Linked DNA regions of Gossypium hirsutum: all the other regions are linked to region 2. The links are chromatin contacts, called in public Hi-C maps. All regions are on one chromosome and are shown on one strand. Each heading gives the region's core, a stretch centred on a gene start, on an enhancer-like site or on the middle of the called end of the contact. The rest is flanking DNA. Distances are from core to core; before and after follow the strand shown.

The links. Hi-C and Micro-C count contacts between places; a contact is called where the count stands out from the background.
Region 1: a Hi-C map of leaf shows a contact between it and region 2, with 1.8 times the contacts expected there. The contact joins the promoter of LOC107962907 here to the promoter of LOC121218322 in region 2. A contact is called at or near these places in 2 of 34 Hi-C or Micro-C datasets (callus and leaf).
Region 3: a contact with region 2 is called in a Hi-C map of leaf, with 1.8 times the contacts expected there. The contact joins the promoter of LOC107962904 here to the promoter of LOC121218322 in region 2. A contact is called at or near these places in 2 of 34 Hi-C or Micro-C datasets (leaf and petal).

Annotation. Positions count from the first base shown.
Region 1 is chrD06:23,889,285-23,892,841 of Gossypium_hirsutum_v2.1, forward strand. It overlaps LOC107962907 (hydroxyproline O-galactosyltransferase HPGT3), which reads left to right and starts at 1,742. Exons shown (of 12, transcript XM_041095401.1): 1 at 1,742-2,169; 2 at 3,379-3,442. The coding sequence starts at 2,045.
Region 2 is chrD06:23,670,706-23,674,118 of Gossypium_hirsutum_v2.1, forward strand. LOC121218322 (protein FAR1-RELATED SEQUENCE 6) reads right to left here and starts at 1,467. Exons shown (of 3, transcript XM_041095397.1): 1 at 1,210-1,467.
Region 3 is chrD06:23,823,701-23,827,072 of Gossypium_hirsutum_v2.1, forward strand. LOC107962904 (bifunctional purple acid phosphatase 26) reads right to left here and starts at 1,997. Exons shown (of 10, transcript XM_016899456.2): 1 at 1,910-1,997; 2 at 1,012-1,255; 3 at 395-595; 4 at 58-169. The coding sequence starts at 1,197.

The DNA of each region.
Region 1 (3,557 bases), core at 492-2,991, 220 kb after region 2:
TTGGAATTCACTAAGTTCATATGAACTTACTCTGTTTTTCTTTTTCGTTCTCAGAATATGTTGATTGAAGGAAGTTTGATCAAGGGATACACCAAATAGCTGTTTAGATTGTGAAATGTTTGTTTTGTGTCCATATCATGCATGCTTTAAGGGGGTGGCGCCTACGTGCATTTTGAAAATGATGTGTATATAAAACTTCTGTTATTTAAGACCTTGTTTTGATGAAACTTTTATAAAATATTAATGTTTGAGTTAAGTCAATGTATTTTATTACTAAAGTATGCCTAGGTATTTTTTATATTTTATATAAAAAAATAAGAATATTTCCAAAATAATATTTATTGTTTTATAAAAGTAATGGATTTTTTATAAATTTACAAATCAATTGAAATTTAGTTGATAAGTATGTAATGATCTAGTACAAACTATTTATATCATTCACATGGTGGGTGTGTAAGAAGGGCAGTAAATGTTTGTAATTTGTAAATTACGTAAATCGAAATTTGTAAATCTATCTAAAAATTTAAATTTATTTATTATCTATAATATTATTTGAGTAATATTATTTATAAATTATCTATCAGATATTCGAATTTATAAAAAAAATTAATTTCGAAAAAATTTAATTATCTTTAGGAATGCCAAATTTGCAAAAATAAAACTAATTTCAATTTTTTTTGGATATCCTAATTTGCAAAAGTTTGAATTTGAATTGGCTAGAATACTTTAGGTTTAAAGGTGTAAAAAACCCTCAAACTTTTTCAAAAAAAGCAATTAAGTCTCTGTCTCTCTCTCTCTCACTCAATTAAGTACTTGAACTTTCAAAATGCATCAAACAGGCCCTCAAACTTCTTCAAAAAAAAGCAATTAAGCCCTGCTTTTTTCACTCAATTAGGTACTTGAACTTTCAAAATACATCAAGAAGACCTTTAAAAGTTTTCAAAAAAGCAATTAAACCCATGCTCTTATTAAAAATTAGAAAAAAAATTATAAAAAATAAAAAATTATTAAATTTTAGAAAAATTATTAAATTTTAAAAATATAAAAAAAATTGTAAAATTTTATAAAAATCATAAAAAAACTAGGGGTCGTTAATTTGATTATGATTTTTATAAAAATTTACAATTTTTTATATTTTTATGATTTTTATAAAAAAATTCTAATGTTTAATAAATTTTAATTTTTTCATATTTTTATTAAAATTTAATAATTTTTTAATTTTTTAATTTTTTCTAATTTTTTTCTAATTTTTAATAAAGCCAAGGGATTAATTACTTTTTTTTAAAAAAAGTTTGAGGGTTTTTTTGATGCATTTTGAAAGTTCAAGTACCCACTTGAATGTAAAAAAAAAGTAGGGGCTTAATTGCTTTTTTAAAAAAGGTTTGAGGATTTTTTTGATGCATTTTAAAAATTCAAGTACACAAATGAGTGCAAAAAAATGCAAAAAATTAATTACTTTTTTTTTTTAAAGTTTGAAAACTTTTTAGACCTTAAGCTAATATTTTATATTCATAATCAAATTTATAAGCATTTTACAACATGTGAATTTAAATATCCGGATTTTAGACTGTTATTCAAATTAATAATATAAATTTAAGTAATAAATATGTAAAATACCAATCACATCTACTTCCAATCCATAATTTTAAAATCTAAATTCAAATATAATTCCAAATATTAAATAGGGAATATCTGAATTCGTTGTACAAATTGCCAAGATCTAATAAAAATTACCAAAATTAAATTGGTGGGATTGTCCAAGTTCGGTGTAGGCCGAATCTAGGTGGGCTTGGCCTATACAACCCATCGTCAGTTACCGCTCTCAGATCTCTCTCTTCGTTTTTCTTTTTAATTTCATTTCAAATTTCCGTTTGTTTCTTCTAGTCTTTGATTCTCCGTCATTTCTTTTTCATACTTGATTTGAATCCCTACACTGAGTTCGCATTCTCGTTCATTGTAATTATCCGAATTATAAAAGTAGAGATCATCAGAGACCGGCGATCAATTCTCTGTTTCGATTCTGTATATGCGTTAAGAGTGTGATATGGAGGGTTTACCTACAACCACTAAAGGAGATAAACGATGGAGATCGAAGAATCTGCAAACATCCAAGCCTTCTTTGTTGATGGCTTTTTTCTCTTGCATCGCTTGGCTCTATGTCGCTGGCCGGTTCGTATTCTTTTTCTCTTCGTTTTTATTTTTTGCTTCTCGATATTCAAATCCATTGCGCAAGTTTCGTCGAATTTTTCATTTTGGTTTGTATTTAGAAAGGGAAAAAGAAGATCGTAAAATCTAAATTCGCATTCAATTAAATCAGCTTAACATTTTTTTGTTGATTATTGGTTTTTTAATAAATTTCCGTAGCTAGCAAATTTATTAATCTGAATTATTTTTTATTTTACGAAAATTTGATGAACATTAGGTTTTTTTTTCTTTTTCTTCATTTTTCTTTCTCAATTGTTAATTCCTCCGTCTGTTCGTGGAATTTGGTTTTCCATTTCGGACTGTATTTAGGGAAAAGTTAGGATCGTAGACTCTAATTTTATATTCAATTTCACCTTTTTAAAATAAATCTTCATAGCTGAAATTTTGATTAATCTGAATTTTTTTTTGTGAAAAAGTGATAAAAATTAGGGGGTTTTTTCCCCCATTTTCTTCATTTTTATTTCTCAATTGTTTATTTCACCGTCTGTTCGTGGTATTTGGTTTTCCATTTCTGACAGTATTTAGGGCAAAAATAGGATCGTAGAATTCTAAATTTATATTCAATTAAATCAGCCTAACATTTTTGTTAATAATTGTTTTTAATAAAGTTTCGTAGCTAATAAATTTATTAATCTGAATTATTATTTATTTTGCGAAATTTGATAAAAAATTATGTTGTTTTTTCTTTGTCTTCATTTTTGTTTCTCAATTGTTAATTCCAATCCGCTAGTTCGTGGAATTAGGTTTTTCATTTCGAGTTGTATATAGGGGAAAAGAAAAGATCGTAGAATCTAAATTTATAGTCAATTATATCAGCCTAACATTTTTGTTAATTATTGTTTCATTTCCGTACCTAACAAATTGATTAATCTGATTAAGTTATTTATTATTTATTTTGCACTGATAAAAGATTAGGTTGTTTTTTCTTTGTCTTCATTTTTTCTTCTCAATTATTAATTTCAATGCGCCATTTTGTGGAATTTGGTTTTTCATTTTGGATTGTATTTAGGGGGAAAAAATAGGATCGTGGAATTGAAATTTATATTCAATTAAATCAGCCTAACATTTTTGTTAATTATTGTTTGTTTCTAATCAATTTCCATAGCGAGCAAATTGATTAATCTGAATTACTTATTTACTATTTATTTTGCAAAATATACTGATGAAAATTAGGTTGTGGCAAGATGCGGAAAACAGAACATTGCTTGCTAATCTTCTTAAGAAGAACATGGAACAGGTTAGGACTCAAAAGCCAAACAAATTGTTCTTGTCATAGCCTATGTCCTTAGTTACTATTTGTTGTAGAATAGAATGTGTAGTATTTGATTATTGCTCACTGTAAAGTACGATGC
Region 2 (3,413 bases), core at 217-2,716:
AGACCATATTAACGAGAAAAATTCACAAATGAAGTAGAATGGCCATCCATAAGATCAGCAACAAAAGAATAGAAAAATACAGAGCACTTAAATTTAGCAAAAATCCTTGCTACCAAAAAAAGAAGAAAGTAAGAGACTCCCCACATTCTAATTCCTTTAGAGGAAAAACTTTTGTCATGACCTGAACCAGCCTGATGATTGTGTCACGAGGACACAAACCAGAGTTCTGCAGAGTGCATTCCTTTGCGTGTGAGGACGTGGGTTAGAATATGCGGCGACACAAACCATGAAAGACCTATTCATATCCAGAGAAGATAATTCTGGATTATGCATCACGAACCATCGAGACAAGTGGAATCATGACTTACAACTCAGTGGAATCGTGACAATTGGCAACCAAAATTCTGTAGAATGCTTTCCTTTGTGTGTGAAGATCTGGGTTTGAATCTATAAATATACACCTAAGAGTGAAGGTGCCCAAAGAAGACAGTTCCGGAGCATACATCACAATGCAGACCAACGAGCTGGGTGGAATCGTGACAACTTTATTTGGTACTGAACTTAAAAGTCCGAAACTAGTATGAAAATGCATTTCCAAGAACTAAAACTACAGATGAATCCGAACATATAAATGGACCATAAAATCCATGCAATAATCCAGTAATACTATGTAAATTATCAGTAAGAAATCACCAAACAAGAACCTCGTTAATCTATAAAGCACAAAGGCGATCGCAACAAAACAAAAAAGAATTCTGATCATTAAATACTTGATTATATAAAATTGTTACGACCCAAAGGAAGTAAACTGAATTTCCTGCACCTGTATTAATCTAATTTCTTTTTGTCAAAGATTAAATTACTAATTTTAATTATAAAGTTAAAGAGTTTTGAGCATCATAAATGATTTATTTTCCGTTTGATTGCTGAGAAAACGTCATTGTTTCGTACCTTTGCCACACTCTTAGTACTCAGTAGTAATTAAAAGAAATCCAAATTTTAAATTATAAAAAAATGTATCGAAAATTTTCAAGCTTAATCGCTTGATTACTTCATTTATAAGCTTTTTACTTCATTTTAGAAACCAAACAAAAAAAGAAAAGTTCCAAATCGCTGGAAACCCTAAGTCAACGTGATTGAAATTTTAAGCGAAAAGGAAAATCAAAATTGACGTTTTGATGAGTTGAAAATCGTAGATGATGATCTTACGATGATTCGTGGAGCTGAGGTGAGTCAGACGAGGAGACTCGGGGGGGCGAGGCGCTGAGTCCGCTCACTCACTGCCTTTAGAATTTGGCGTTGGGGAAAGGGAAAATGCGAGTCTCACACCGGGGATTACAGAGGTTTCGTAGATCTATCGACTCGATGAGTTGACACGTGGGAACTTTCTCTTTTTCATGGTTAAGAAACTACAATGTATTGCGTGCACTGTGCTGCTGGGAGTTTGGTGACAACTTATGCTTAGATTAGACGAAGATATGTTTATTTCTGATGAGATTAAAAATAGCGATGAGATTTGATAATGAGATTAAAAATAATGATAGAACGTGTTTTTAGATTTAAATGTAACTGTAGTAATAAGTTGAAAATACAAAATGATTATTAAAAATATTAGATTAAAAATGATATATAATAAAAAAATTAATTATTTTACTTTTACGAAATTATTAAAAATATGTGAATTTATAAATTCATTTAATAAAATATTAAAATGTATCTTTCAATATTTTATTATAAATATTTTAATCAATTATATAATCAATTTAAATTATTAATTAGATAAAATGATAATTTTTTTAATTTTTTTTATAGTTATTAATTTTTTTATAACAATGATAAATATTATTTTCACACATAATAATATTATACTTGGATCAAATTTTGAAATATCTAACCGGATGATTTTTAATACAAAAAAATATAATACCATAAGACATAACAAGTTTCATTAATATTAGAAATTAGGTTACGATACAAAATGTCTTTACAAAGACGAATTTATTAAACTAGTCACAATGGTTTCCCTTAACATCGCGATTTTAAGGTCACCTTCACTGTTAGAAGAACTCGATTCACCTCGATCAAAATGGCCTGAAGAGACTGGCATATTGGATATATTCTCAAATTGTCAAAAATCTTCATCATCTGACCAAGCATGTCTTCGAATGTAATTATGCAAAACCATTGTTGCAATAACTATTAAACTTGCTTCTTGATTGAATAACTTGGAATATCTATTAATATTGGCTATTTTTTTCCACATTCCAAATATTCGTTCAATCATAGAGCGTAATGAAGAATGGGCATGATTAAAAATTTCTTTTTTTTCCAAATACTCGACGATTACCTCGACAAAAATCATGTAAATGATATCGTTCCCCTATATATGGACCTAAAAAGCCTGCCATTTGTGGATATCTTGAATCCACAAGATAATATTTTCCTACAAAAAAGTATAACATAATATCAAGTTTAAAAATAAATTAAAAATTTTAATATTGTTTTTATGTAAAGATTAATTAAAAAAATTAAACTTGAACCTGGTGGAGGGTGTGGAGATTTTTTAACTCTTGCTTTCTAAGTGCTTGTAGAAAAATTGTAGTGTCATGTGTTGTTCCTTCCCAACCAGGAAATGCAAAAATAAAGCACATGTTGAAGTTACAAATTGCCATAATATTTTGAGTTGGTTTACATTTCCGTCCAATATAAGATATTTGACAAGAAGGCGAAATGCATGCTTCTATGTGGGTTACATCTATGGCCCTAATACAATCTTTTAAAATAAATACAAGTAATGAGATAAAAGTTAGAAATAATTTATATTTGAAAAATATAAAGACTGTGTAAATTTTACCTTAAAGTGAGGCCAATATCTTGTATCATGTCGAATATGATTTGGTACTTCCTCGGATTGACCTTCAGTGGGTTTAATCATATATATTTCCATTCGAGCAAATATATAAAACATATCAATAAAAATTTGACTAATAGTTTCCCCGGATCGTTGAAATCACTTTGTTGCATTCAAATTTGATTCTCTATTTCCAAGAATGTACAATGATAATGTTAACTTCTTCATTGTCGATACTTTCCCATGCTTTAAGCCATAATTTGTTTGCAAATCATGCAACAAGTTGTGAAATATATTTTTTGGCATCCTAAAACTATTCATGCAATCATCATAATGCCCGTTTAATATTTTGTCCACCCACATTTGACCTGTATAATTTGAATCAATACAAGGTTGTATAGTGAAATAAGTTTCATGGTGTACCAATGCAATGCCTAACACATTCTTCCTCTTCATGATAATTGTTGTGCTCAACTTGTGTAACAATTGTGGCTATTCTTCGTTGAGCTTCTTCTCTTAATTCAAGGATATCATAATTCATATCAAAACTCTTATACATATT
Region 3 (3,372 bases), core at 747-3,246, 150 kb after region 2:
CTTTAAAAAACAAGATTATTCATTACTATGTAGATTAATATTCTAATGACATCTTACCAATAATTCCAAATGTAAAAGGAGAATCCGGGTCAATCTTTGGAGGAGTTTGAAACCAAAATTCTCGAGATGAATGACCTTCACCAATCTTGTAATAGTACTTGGTCTCATACTAAAAGAAAAGAAAGTTAGTGGTCTTAGTATAAGTTGCAACATCACATGAATACGCAAAAAGATTGAATCTATCTATTGGTGGCAACTTCATAACATGAAATATGCTTCTCATCATCTGGATGTTATATTCATTAGCATATATTGCAGCAGCTCCAGTTTCAGATAGAACTATTATATGACTGTTTGAATATTCATGCTATAGATAACATTGTTCGATATTTACCTCTAGACCATCAACAAGACAGTGATGAATATAGCCAGATTTATAGTTGTAAAAGGTGTAATTAGCCACTGTGCCATCAGCTTTAAAGTCATATTTCTTCTCTGATGTGCCATACTGTACTCTAGAAGACCCAGGTTTATCAGCAGTAACCCATGATATCATTACAGCTTTTCCATCATAGTCACCTTGAGTAATATGCACCTACACCAATAAATTTAATGAAGTTAAAACAATTTCTTAGCAAAGCTGTAATTCCGAGGATCAATCAATGGCCTGGACTAGATAGCAATGGTAAGAGATCATCTTAAAGAGTAAATTTTTCAATGCACTTGGTAAAATTGTTCTCTTAAAGACTGTCTTTTCCACAGAATTTAAAACAAAGCTATTGTGGTTTTCATATGATAAGACCTCATTAATCATCCATTTAACCCTCATTCATACAACCAATAAATGTGAAAAACCAGTATCTTAATTGGCTAAACATGAATCTGACTTGGATAGAGATTGGCAATGAATGGTTGCATCATCAATTAATACTGATTGGAAAAGAAAATATTTGTAGGAATAATTTGAAATAAATAGCTACAATAATGGGGTTACTGATGTGTATTACTTACTTGTTGCGGAGCATTGTAACCATTAGGAATTGCAAGTACTTTATGGTCAAGAGGGATATCAAAAGATTGCCATTTCGTACGAGTAAAAGTACTTGTAATTCCCGCACTGCCCTTTTTCACAAAGGCTAAGATAAGAAACAACTTGAGTAAAAGCTCAAACAATGTGAACCACAGCCCGAAAGCCATCAGCAACGGTGTTATGAGTTCATGAATCAAGTTCTGAAACAACACCAATTTGGTCAATCTGAAAAGAAAAAGGAATCAATTAAATTCGAAAATTTATATAAACACAAAAACCACATATAAGTTCAAAAAAACATTTTACATTCCAATAACTCGTATTACGTTACTACTAAATGAACCCAAAAAAACCACTCCTATCCAATTTTGCATTCCAATAGTTGTTCCTCGTACCGGACAGATTCACTAGTAACATTTTGTTAATTTATCATATCACTTCTCATCTAAACTACATTTATCAATACAAAAAAATCAGGGAAAAAGTTAAAACTTTCAGAGCAGGTTTCAGATCTAGACACATTTTCAAAGAATCACAGCAATGAAATGGAAGTTTAGGATCAAAGTAAAAACAAAGTCGGTGTGAAACTCAAAAACCAGTGCGCTACCTTTGCTGAACCGTATCTATTAAACATGCCCAGAATTTCAAAGGCATCGAGAAATCGAATTCGAAATGCAAAAAAGAAAAAAAAATAAAACATAGCAACAATATTTATAAAATACATAAATAAATAAAAAAGAGCAAAGCTTACTTCCTTACAGGCCACCAGCACCACGATAGCAGAGAAAAAGAGAGAATAAAGAAAGCTATAACAAGTTGGGATTATTCATTTACATGAAAAAAAGAAAAGAGTGAATGTTATTTGAGTGAGAAAATTACCTGTGAAAATGTTGTGTGTGTATAGAGAAGAGGGGAAGTGGAATTTATCTGGCGGGTAGTTGACGGTTTTCATAGGGCGCTATTTGTTGTCAGATTTCGTTTTTCCTAATTAAATATTTTTAAAATGTTGAAATAAATAGGGATAAATTAACATTTAGTCATTAAATTTGATAGTTTTATCAATTTGGTCCTTAATTTTTTGTCCATTACAATTCTGAAACTTGATAATTTTTTCAATTTGATCCCTAAACTTTGATTATTCACAAAAGCATCTAAAATTTTAAAATATATATTATCCAAAAAATACAAGAAAATATTAAAAAATGTAGATGATGATGTGGCACAATCTCAATGTATCATATTTTTCCTGGGATAATGGAACCTAAATTTAGGGACCAAATTTAAAAAAAAACTTATCAATTTTCAGAACTAATATGGAATAAAGAAAATAGGACCAAAGTGAAAAATGGTCTCAAGTTCAGTGACTAGATATCGCTTTATTCCAAACAAATTTACAAGCGTAAGATAGCAGGTAGTGACGTTGTGTAGCGTAAGTTAGCAGCTAGCTTTGTCGTTGTGCAGTAACGACATTACAACTAAGTAAATCAAACCTTAAAAACTGTTAGTGATAAGTAGGAGTGAGCAATACTCGATTCGAGTCGAAAAAAATTAAAAAAAATTTGAATTTCGAGTTAAACGAATCGAGTTATTTGAGTTAATAGAGTTATTCGAATCAACTCGAATTTTTTTTTCAAATTTCGAGTTCGAATCGAGTTGAGTTTTCGAATTTGAATAACTCGAATAATTCGAATAATTTGAATATCAAACTATAATATTTTACATTTTTACCCCAAACTCCCAAACCTTTTTACTTTTCCCTTAAAACTTTTACTCTTTCTCACTTTCCCCCCAAAACTTTTACTCCCCTCCCACTTTTCCCCTAAAACTTTTATTCCCTTCCCATCCCACCTCTCATCTACCCCAAACCCTCCCCCGATCCAATTTTTTTTAATATTTTCCCTCCAAAATTTTACTCCCCCTATTTACTTTCCCTCAAACTTTTATTTCCCAAAACTTTTTATTTTCCCCCTAAACTTTTACTTCTCACCCTTTACTCTCAAATAAAAAATTAATATTATCCAAAAACAAATATCACTAAACATAAATAGTAATAATTTTATTTATATCTACTATTTATATTATTAAATTAAATTTCACATTTTATATTATTTATATTATTGAATTGTTTAGTCATATTGAATATTTATATTAAAATTGAATTATTAATTATGCCATAAAATATTCGTGTTAAAATTTTATATTGATATCAATTTCACATTTTATTTTTAAAACAACTTTTTATTAAACGAATCATATTTTTACATTTAATATATTTTTTAATTTCAAAATACATAGTGACAAGAATCTGAAGATAATTGAAACAACTAAGTAAGCAAAGAAGC